2 separate regions of the Sus scrofa genome follow, and region 1 is linked to region 2. A link is a contact called in public Hi-C data. All regions are on one chromosome and are shown on one strand. Each heading gives the region's core, a stretch centred on a gene start, on an enhancer-like site or on the middle of the called end of the contact. The rest is flanking DNA. Distances are from core to core; before and after follow the strand shown. Region 1 holds the start of SELENOT (selenoprotein T). Region 2 holds the start of SIAH2 (E3 ubiquitin-protein ligase SIAH2).

What was found. Hi-C and Micro-C count contacts between places; a contact is called where the count stands out from the background.
Region 1: a contact with region 2 is called in a Hi-C map of skeletal muscle, with 4 times the contacts expected there. The contact joins the promoter of SELENOT here to the promoter of SIAH2 in region 2. A contact is called at or near these places in 5 of 47 Hi-C or Micro-C datasets (fetal skeletal muscle, heart right ventricle, liver and 1 more) and 2 of 2 datasets of contacts at active chromatin or transcription factors (alveolar macrophages and skeletal muscle).

What each region holds. Positions count from the first base shown.
Region 1 is chr13:90,816,720-90,821,565 of Sscrofa11.1, forward strand. It overlaps SELENOT (selenoprotein T), which reads left to right and starts at 1,690. Exons shown (of 5, transcript NM_001163408.1): 1 at 1,690-1,860. The coding sequence starts at 1,724. It also overlaps the pseudogene LOC102163661.
Region 2 is chr13:90,969,720-90,974,882 of Sscrofa11.1, forward strand. It overlaps SIAH2 (E3 ubiquitin-protein ligase SIAH2), which reads right to left and starts at 1,819. Exons shown (of 2, transcript XM_003358611.4): 1 at 952-1,819. The coding sequence starts at 1,368.

The DNA.
Region 1 (4,846 bases), core at 440-2,939, 150 kb before region 2:
GAAATCAACTATTATGAAGTGGGGTTTTTTTTTGTTTGTTTGTCTTTTTTTCCATTTCTTGGGCTGCTCCGGTGGCATATGAAGGTTCCCAGGCTAGGGGTCCAATTGGAGCCAGAGCCACAGCAACTCAGGATCCGAGCGGCGTCTGTGACCTACACCACAGCTCACGGTAATGCTGGATCTTTAACCCACTGAGCAAGGCAAGGGATCGAACCCACAACCTCATGGTTCCTAGTCGGATTCGTTAACCACTGAGCCACAATGCGAACTCCCTATTATGAAGTGTTTTGACTTTATATCCTTAAATTAGGAAACAATTTTTTTCTTTTTTTTTGGCTGTGCCTGTAGCATATGTAAGTTCCCAGGCCAAGGATAAAACCCAGTAGCCCAAGCCCCTGCAGGGATAAAACCAATCCTTAACTCACTGTGCCACAAGAGAACTCCTAGGAACTAGAAAACTTTTTTTTTTTTTCTTTTTAGGGCCGCACTCACAGCATATGGAGGTTCCCAGGCTAGGGGTTGAATCAGAGCTGCAGCTGCAAGTCTACGCTGCAGCCACAGCAAGCCAGATCCAAGCTGGATCTGAGACCTACACCACAGCTCCCCACAATGCCAGATCCTTAACCCACTAAGCAAGGCCAGGGATTGAATCAGCCTCCTCATGGATACTAGTTGGTTCTTAACCTGCTGAGCTGCAATAGGAACTCCTAGGAAACAATTTTTGTTCATGTGCTTACATTCAAGTTATTGGCTATTAGGAACTATAGGAATATGCATTTATTGAGAACTTACTGTTTCTTGAACTCATAACTGATGTATTTTATAACTGTAATACCTGGGCTAAATGATCCAGAATGACTGACATTTATTAATTTTGAGACTTAATTTTGGTCCCGATTTGAACAAATGAACAATAAAAAAATAAACATTAAGACAGGAAATTTAAACAGTGAATATTTTGGTACTAAGTAATAATTTTTTTAAGGTGGTATTGTATTGTGGTCAAGAATACCACCAAAAGAATATCTTTTAGAGATACATGCTTTTAAAAATCTATAGATGAGGTAATATGTCTGATATTTTCTTCTCTGGTGGAGAAGTGGTTAGAGCTATACAGAAGTAAGATACCCAAATGCCAGTAATTGTTAAAGGTCGTTGACAAGTTAAGGTAATTATTTTCTTGTATTTGAAGATTTCCAAAGGTCTTCAAAAAAAATTCTTCTAGGCGAGAGCAATATTGCAAGTTTAAACAAAAGGCTGCAGCACGCAACCAAAGAGTGAAACATTATGTATCTTAAGGCGTAGGCTTTCTCTTGTATCTCCCACACGTGAATCAAAGCTGTTAAACAGCTGTCCCTAAGTGCCTCAAGGGAGATAAATGTCCGAATTACATGAAAGTGTATGTGGAACTCAGGTGTAGTCAGGAGGTATAATTAATAGGCTACGTTGACGTCCCACCAGCTGTTTAGGTCCCTCCCTAATCATCTCACTCTATCCCAGAGCCTCTGCAAACATCCAAGATGGTGGGTCAGGACCGTGAAACAGGTCAGCTCTCCCTCCCAGAGCGTGCGCGGGCGCCGGAACACGCAGGCGCATTCCTGCTTCCCTACCCGACCTTGGCGGATCGCGCCTGCGCGGTGGGGAGCAGCTCGCGGCTCCGGCTCGGCCTTGGGCTGGCTGCAGTCTTAGTGTGAGGGCGGCTGGAGTGGCTGGCACGTTTATGATGAGGCTTCTGCTACTTTTCCTGGTGGCGGCGTCGGCGGTGGTCCGGAGCGATGCCTCGGCCAACATGGGAGGCGTGCCTGGCAAGAGATTAAAGATGCAGTACGCCACGGGGCCGCTGCTCAAATTCCAGATATGGTGAGTATATGTGCCGGGCCCCAGCCGCGCCGGTGTTCCTCTGCCCGGCGCCTTTCACTACTCGAGGCCCCTGCTTCACGGCCCAGAGGACTTAACCGTCCCTGGTCCGGAAGAACGGCGCCAGCAGCCTTCCGCTGCTTGCCCTCTCCCGAGCTCTTCTCGGAAATGGCCAGGCCGCCCTCCTTGCCTCCAAGCACAACCGCTCACTTCTCTTTTGCTTTATACAGTGGGAGGAGTGGGGAAAGAGGACACAAGAAGGTTAAATGCTGAAAGGCGCAGACGCGGGGACGCTTGGAGCACCGGGCGGCGGCGTCACGCCATGGCTACCCGGCTTTCTGCGGTGGTGGGCATGAGTCGGCGCAGTGTCGGCGCAGGAGCTTCCAGCGTTTGTCACTTGGTTCACTTTTCTCCTAGCCTTTCGCGGGTTTTGCCAGGTGGCGTCGCTGCCCCGTTTGGTGAAGGTTAACTCAGGTCGTTGGGGGGGACCTGCTAGCGACAAACGCCTTTTTCTCCAGGATCTGCCGGGGTGACTGTCGGGTGAGGGAATAGGGATTCTGACAGCTAATAGGCATGGATGGGTCCGGGAGGCTCGTTCTCAGTTTGCAGTTTCCAAAATGTCTTTGCAAAGGAGCACCTCGCTCTTCTGACTACCGCTCGCTCCCAGACAACTGGGTCTTCTCCCCCATTCCTCTTACTCGCACCTCCAGGGAGTTCCCTGCTCTGGCATCTCTTTCTACCTTTCAAATCTCTTGGACATTCAGAAAATTAGAGGAAACAACCCTTTTCACCCCCAACCCGGCGGTTTTCGACGGTGTTCTGTAAGTGGTTTTGTTGTTACCTAGTTAAGTATTGGAAGCAGAGCAGTAATGCACATGCTAAGGTAAGTGGTGTTGGAGAAGGTTTGAAAGGCTCAGATTAAAAATAAAAACCAAAATTGTAAAATTGTGGAAATTAGAACCTGTATCTCAAAAGATGACTTTATTTCAGTATAGGATGGTCAGATTAGAGGCCATAAAGCATTTAAAATCATCTTTTTTCAAACTTCATATTTTAATGTAACGGTACTAAAGTTTAGATTTTCTACTTACCCAACTAGTTTTTTGCTTAATCTTTGGAGTCTAAGCAAATCTTTAAAATTAAATCAATTTAAGTAACGTTTGAAGAGAATCAGAAAATAGGATGGTGTTTATTTTTGGAGTGAAAACTAAAAACCCTGCAATTTCTTTCTGAATGAAAAAAATTCATTCCCTGTACTGTTTACTCTGTGCCTGGCATATATCATCATGTATGATACTAAATGGGAATTATGGCTTGACCGTTTTGATTTTTTTCCTCTGCATATTTTTTTTTTCCATTAGAAAGTGGCAGTCATCTTACCAACCTAAAAATACTGTTAAGGATTAAGTGTGATATTTTTGTATTTAAGTAATTTTAAAAAGACCACATTTTCCAAGTTATGTAATTTTTCTATTCTGTATTTTTTGGTTTCACTTGTGCATTTCCAAAATACACTTTTACAAGTGCTTGAATTAGAACACTTGTCACAAAAATTTAATGAATGTACCTCACAGTAAGGTATATAACAGTTTTGGAAATGTATAAGCAGATGTAGGGAAGGGCATTCAGTCCTTCAAATTAAACTTTTAAAATGGTCTTAAATCAGTTGAACTTTTGATACTTAGTTTTTGTTTCCCTTTTTATTTTTTCCTTTAATTAGAAAGGCATGGGAGTTCCCATTGTGGCGAAGCGGAAACGAATCTGACTAGGAACCATGAAGTTGCAGGTTCAATCCCTGGCCTCGCTCAGTGGGTTAAGGATCCGGCGTTTCCATGAGCTGTGGTGTAGGTTGCAGACACGGCTTGGATCTGGCATTGCTGTGGCTCTGGTGTAGGCCGGTGGCTACAGCTCCGATTAGATCCCTAGCCTGGGAACCTGCATATGCCACAGGTGCAGCCCTAAAAAGGACAAAAGGCAAGAAAGAAAGAAAAGTACAAACTTGTACTAATAAAAGTGTTTTCTTTTGCAATCATCCTGAGAGCATGTTACATACAAAGTGCATCACTTAAAAAAATCTATAGATGGGAAATAACTTTATTAATCTTCCCTATGCCCTACCAAATACAGGTTAATTTAGTTTATTGTTTGTTACTTCTTCCCCCCAGATATTAATCTGTGTAGTAAAGTGAATATTTGATTTCTGGTTTTGGTAGAATCTCTTGGGTGTTCATTTGCAAGTTTGTTTGGCAAAGAGGAGGAAGCTAAGACAATTGAGGATAAATATGTGAAAATTCTTTAAATTCCATTTGAAATCTGAGTGCTGTAAAGTGCAACTTTTCACTAATTACCATCCTTAACAAAGGAGAGAACTGTTTTTACCTTCTTTTCAATTACTGTTTTTTTTATGGCCACACCCACAACATACGGAAGTTTCCAGGGCAGGGATTAAATCCTAGCTGCAGCTGAGACCTACACTGCAGCTATGGCAACACCAGATCCTTAACTCTTTGCACCAGGCTGGTCATCAAACTGGTGCCACCACAGAGACAAACTACATTAACCCATTGTGCCACAGCAGGAACGACTCCTTTCAGTTATTTTTGTCCCTTATTATATTTATCATGAGTACTCTTTATTTAACTTTATCTCATTGTATCATCTGTTGTGCCCCTTTTGTAATTGTTAATAGAACAGAATAACAGCACAATACATATAAATGGAATTGAAGGGTTAGAGATCAAGCATACAGAATAGCTTAAGACAAATTTTCACATTCTGCCTTCAGTATTTTTTTCAGTAAGTTCTCATTCAAGACCTGCTTGTAGCAAGAGCTAAAGATAAAATGGTGAACAAGACAGATGTGGCTCCTTGTGAAGCCTACAGTGATGCACAGTATTACTTTATGTACCTGAGTGTTTGGTTCTTCTGTCAGTTGATTGAGCAGTTGAATTAGATAAGTTTGATGACACCGATTGCATATTTGGGGAAA
Region 2 (5,163 bases), core at 569-3,068:
GTCTGTGTGTGCATATATAAACCTTCCCACACTGACATCTAGGGTTCTAGGGTTCTATATTCAGCTGCGGAGAGTATATTTATATATGGTTAGAAAAAGCCTATGAAGATGCACACTAAACCTGACACTGGTGGGAGAGGAGGTGAGAGGTCTTGGTCTTTCACTTGTTTTTTCTTGTCTTAGTAGTTGGCTTTTTCTTTTTTTTTTTCAAGAGCATGGATAACTTTTTAAACTGAATAAAAAATAAACCAATGTTCTTTAAAGAACTGTAACAGCTCCTGAATGCCCTTCCTGTTAAATTCCTGATCAACTCTTGTTTTCACCCCTTAGTAAAAAACAAAACAAAACACAAAACTCTGAAGGCTAGGAGAGGGAAAGGCATGGCTTAGAGGGTTTTCTTATTGTTGGAGGAAAACAGGCTATAGGTACCCTTTTTTTAGCCTCATTCCGGAGGGCTCCCACGTGTCAGGGGTGTGCAAAAGGCTCCCATGTGTCAGGGGTGCGCAAAACCATGCAGGAGGAATCTAGTACCACTCCTTCCAAGGCCAGTGCTGGTAAAGGGTGCGTTTAGTTTACCCTTTTCCCCTTCTTCAATCCCTCACAGATGGTCAGCTTCCCGATCCAAGTTTTACTTGAGCGGCCCAGCTCTACCAAGCACACCCAAGTACACGTCTGCAGAGTACGCAGGCTCCCGGTGGGAGAGCTGTGATGTGTTCGAACAGCGATCGCGTGCCAGTTAGGCTGGGGTCAGTGATCGGGCAGCTGTCACCCCAAAGCTACTCCCAAAGTGGACAGGTGGGCATGGGGGAGGGTGGACAAGGTGTAAACTTTTGTTGTTGTTGTTGTTAAAATAAGAGAGATGCCGCCTGCCTCCCAGCGCCTGCGAGTGGTTTGGAGGATAAGGGAGTTTCAGGTCGCCGGGAAAAGTGCGCAGCTGGCACCTGAGCTTACCTTGCAGGGAAACAGGACTGCCGAGGCCACCTTCTCCATAGCCAGGTTCCTGATGCTGGGCGTCAGGGCGCCCCTGCACGTCGGGCAGCAGCTCAACTTCTGGCGGCATTGGTTACACACCAGGTGCCCGGCCTGGCACTGCAGGATTGGGGGCAAGACATAGTCAAAGCAGACCGGGCACTCAAAGAGCGAGGTCAGCTCGTGGTGCTGCGGGGACACCGGGCCAGCCCCGCCGCCGCCTCCGGGGCCCGAGATCACCGCCGCCGCGGCGGGCACCGCGGACGAGCCGGGGCCCGCAGCCGAGATGGTGGCGGCGGCCGGGGGCGCAGCCGGGGACGGAGCGTGCTGGGGCTGCGGCGGCGGCTGCTTGTTGCAGGGTTTGTTAGCGCTGGGGCCGGTGGAGGACGGGCGGCTCATCGCGCTCTGAACCAACCATGGAACTGCGGGCGCCTGCCTGCCGCGGGGCCGCCGGGGTCAAGGCGGTGCGCGCCCCGCGGGCGGCGGGCTCCGGGGCAACGCCACCGCGCCCAGCCCAGGACCAAGCAGTGAAGACAGTCGGCGCCGGGCAGGCGGGGGACTGGACCACGCCGACGATCTCTGCGGCCCCGGGAGCTCCGAACTCCCCTCCGCACCCCCAGACTCCTCCTCCCCGCGGCGTCGTGGCCCCAAAGCCGAGCTGTACGCAGAACCTCGGCCCACCCGCTACCGGAGCAGCAGCTGACGCAAGCCCCGGGGGCGCGCGCGGACGTGACGCCTGGACACGTGTGAGGCCGCCCAGGCGCGCGGGGACTGGCGGAGCCACCCTGCGCTGGGGCGCCGGCTCCGCCCGACTCCAGCTGGCAGCGCCGGGGGCCGCCTAGCGCGGGCGCTTCCTGCCAGGGCTGCCGGCCCGGCCCGCGCCAGTGAGCATGCCCGACTCGCCGCCGCCGCCGCGCGGGATCTGCCTTTCCGGGTTGCGGAGGGGGCCGCCCTTCAGAAAGGCGTCGCTGAAGTCCTTTAGCCACACCCCGGGGAGACACGCTGACGCGTCCCGCGGGCGCAAACCAGAAGGGCAACTTTAGGCGGGGCTGGGGCTTGAGTGGTGGGCGGGGCGGGACGCGGGCGTCCTTGGACTGGTCGGAAAAAAACGAGAGGTTAGTTACGCTTTCCCGGGTTGAGTCAGCAGAGAGCTGAGAAGGCGTGCGGCGCCGCCAACCTGGCACTTAGGATGGAGCTCTGGGTCGAGACACGGAGCTTTAGGCATGGAGCAGGACGAGGGGCTTGGATCAGGTCTGCAGCGGCGCAGGATCTAGCGCTGGGCGCTTAAGGATGTGTTTGAACCACTTCTTGGTCCTGCTGCCTAAGGCGGGGAGGAGGTAAACTATTCCTGTTGTCATCTGACCTGCCGAAGCCTTCGTTGAATTCAAAGCATCTGACTTGCTGGCAGGCCCGGGAGGCAGTTCGTGGTCAGTGTTTGCTAAAAAGAGAGTTCGAGATTGCCAGATTCTAGGAGTGCCAGAAATGTGGCTTGGGTCTTGAAACACGCGACGACAGTGGGTGACCCCCTCCAATACAACACAGCCTCATCTTTGAGACCCGTCAGAAGTGCACAACTTTGATGCAAGATGTGGGTACTCGTTTTGCACGCCAAGCCGAAGCCTTAGAGAAGGGTGGTAGCCTGGAGGGAACCACGAGTTAATGTGTACTGAGTTAAATTGCTTTTCTGCTTACTTCGAGCCCCTGACCTTGGAACTGGGGGAAGGGGCTACGTAGCTGGGAATCAGGCGATTCCTTGCAGGAGAGACAGTGGTAAGGAACAACAGTCAGGCCTGGGTGAAGAGCGGTGTCCTCCGCTTACCATCTGTGTGACTTTGGACAAGTTCTTTATTTCTCTGCGTCTCAATTTCCTTATTTGAAAAAGTGGAATAAAAACAGTACCTCTCTAGGAGTCCCTGCAGTGGCACACTGGGTTAAGAATTCCACTGCAGTGGCTCCCGTGGCTGGGGAGGTGTATGTTTGGTCCCGGTGGGGCAGTGGGTTAAAGGATCCTGTATTGTCCTGCTGCATCCTAGGTCGCAGCTGCAGCTCGGACTCAGTCCCTGGCATAGCATAAAGGATGCAAGGGTGCAACGAAAAAAAAAAAAAATCACCTACAGCCACCGTAAACAAAAAAAACAAAACCCCAGTGCCTGTCTTATAGGTGGGGTGGTGAGGGTTAAATGAGTTTGACTTATGCCAAGAAACTGGCCCATCATAAGCACTGCTTAAACGTTAGCTGTTATTATTTAAAAATGTTATTAGTGAATTTTACCGTTAGTAAATATTAGTGAATAAAACTTGTCCAAGAAATACTCTATTAGAGCCCAGAAGAAAGTTTAATCTTATACAGGGTATCTAGAAAGCCTACGTGCTTGAATTGGTGGAATTAATCTAAATCATGAAAAAAATTAATAGATGTGATGTCATTCAATCATTCAGTAGATATTTCCCAAGCATTTATTATGTACCAACCACTGTTTGGGCTCTGAGAATGGTTCTCCTTCAGTCTCATTTCTAGTAAGGGAGCAATGCCAATAACCAAACACTTTTGGAAGATTTCAGAAGAACAGGTGCCATGGGGTGGGGATGAAGGCATTGTAGCAGCAGCTAAAGCAAGATGCACTGGGGCTTGGTTAGGGGGGCAGTGGGGATGGTGCATGGGAGTCTCAGTTGGCCTGATAAGACCTTTATCTCAGTGACAAGGAGTAACCCCTGTAGGTATTTGAAAAGTGCTGTGAGGTGGTGGCTGAATCTGGGTTTTTGGAAGGATGCTCCAGGGGAATACAAAATAATAATAACTGATATTTATTGAGTGCTCACTGTGTATGGGGCATGACTGGTTCAAAGGACTTCGCCCCAATCCTACTTGCTAGGTACTATTGTTATCTCCATTTTATAGTTGAAGAAAATGAGACTCAGGGAGATTAATTTGCTCAAGATCATACAGCTGATCATATTAGAAAAGCTCCAGAGCCCTCCTTCTTTTTTTTTTTTTTTTTTTTGTTGTTGTTGTTGTTGCTATTTCTTGGGCCACTCCCAGGCATATGGAGGTTCCCAGGCTAGGGGTTGAATCGGAGCTGTAGCCACCGGCCTACGCCAGAGCCACAGCAACGCGGGATCCGGGCCGCGTCTGCAACCTACACCACAGCTCACGGCAACGCCGGATCGTTAACCCACTGAGCAAGGGCAGGGACCGAACCCGCAACTTCATGGTTCCTAGTCGGATTCGTTAACCACTGCGCCACGACGGGAACTCCCAGAGCCCTCCTTCTTAACTACTAATCTGTATCCCTTTCAATTGTACCTGACTCTACTTATTATCTGGTTAAGGAGTTAAGATTAGCACACTCAACACAGTTTAAAAAACATAAACACTGTTATAAGCACTGAATTTTGTGGGTACATTTTGCATAAATTCTTTCCTTAGCTGGCAGTGACAAGAAAACATGTAATCACATTCTGTTTATTCCATTTTTTACCTTTTATAGCTTAAAGGATGCAAGAGTGACAATGACAGAAAAGAAATCATCTATGGTTTCACTTTTGTTGTAGAAAATATATTTTCCACTTTTATGTATTTATTATTTATTAATTTTTGCTTTTTAGGGCCACACCTGTGACAAATGGAAGTTCCCAGGCTGTGGGTTGAATCTAGATCTTCAGCTGCTGGACCTACACCACAGCCATATCAACATGGGATCTAAGCTGCATCTGCGACATACACCACAGCTCATAGGATCCTTAACCCACTGAGCGAGGCCAGGGATTGAACCTGCGTCCTCACAGACACTAGTTGGGTTTGTTTCTGCTTAGCTACAATGAGAACTCCAGTATTTTCCACTTTTATTTTTTAAATTTTTTATTTTTTTGTCTTTTTGTCTTTTTAGGGCCACACCCGCAGCATGCGGAGGTTCCCAGGCTAGGAGTCCAACTGGAGTTTTAGCCGCCAGCCTACACCAGAGCCACAGCAACGGGGGATCCAAGCCAGTCTGTGACCTACACCACAGCTCACAGCAATGCCAGATCCTTGGCCCACTGAGTGAGGCCAGGGATCGAACCCGAAACTTCATGGTTCCTAGTCAGATTCATTTCTATTCCGCCACGATGGGAACTCCTTTTCCACTTTTAATTGAAAACTCAAGCAAGTGAAATTTATTACCAGAATTTATTTTCTTTCCCTCCACCCCTGGCTCC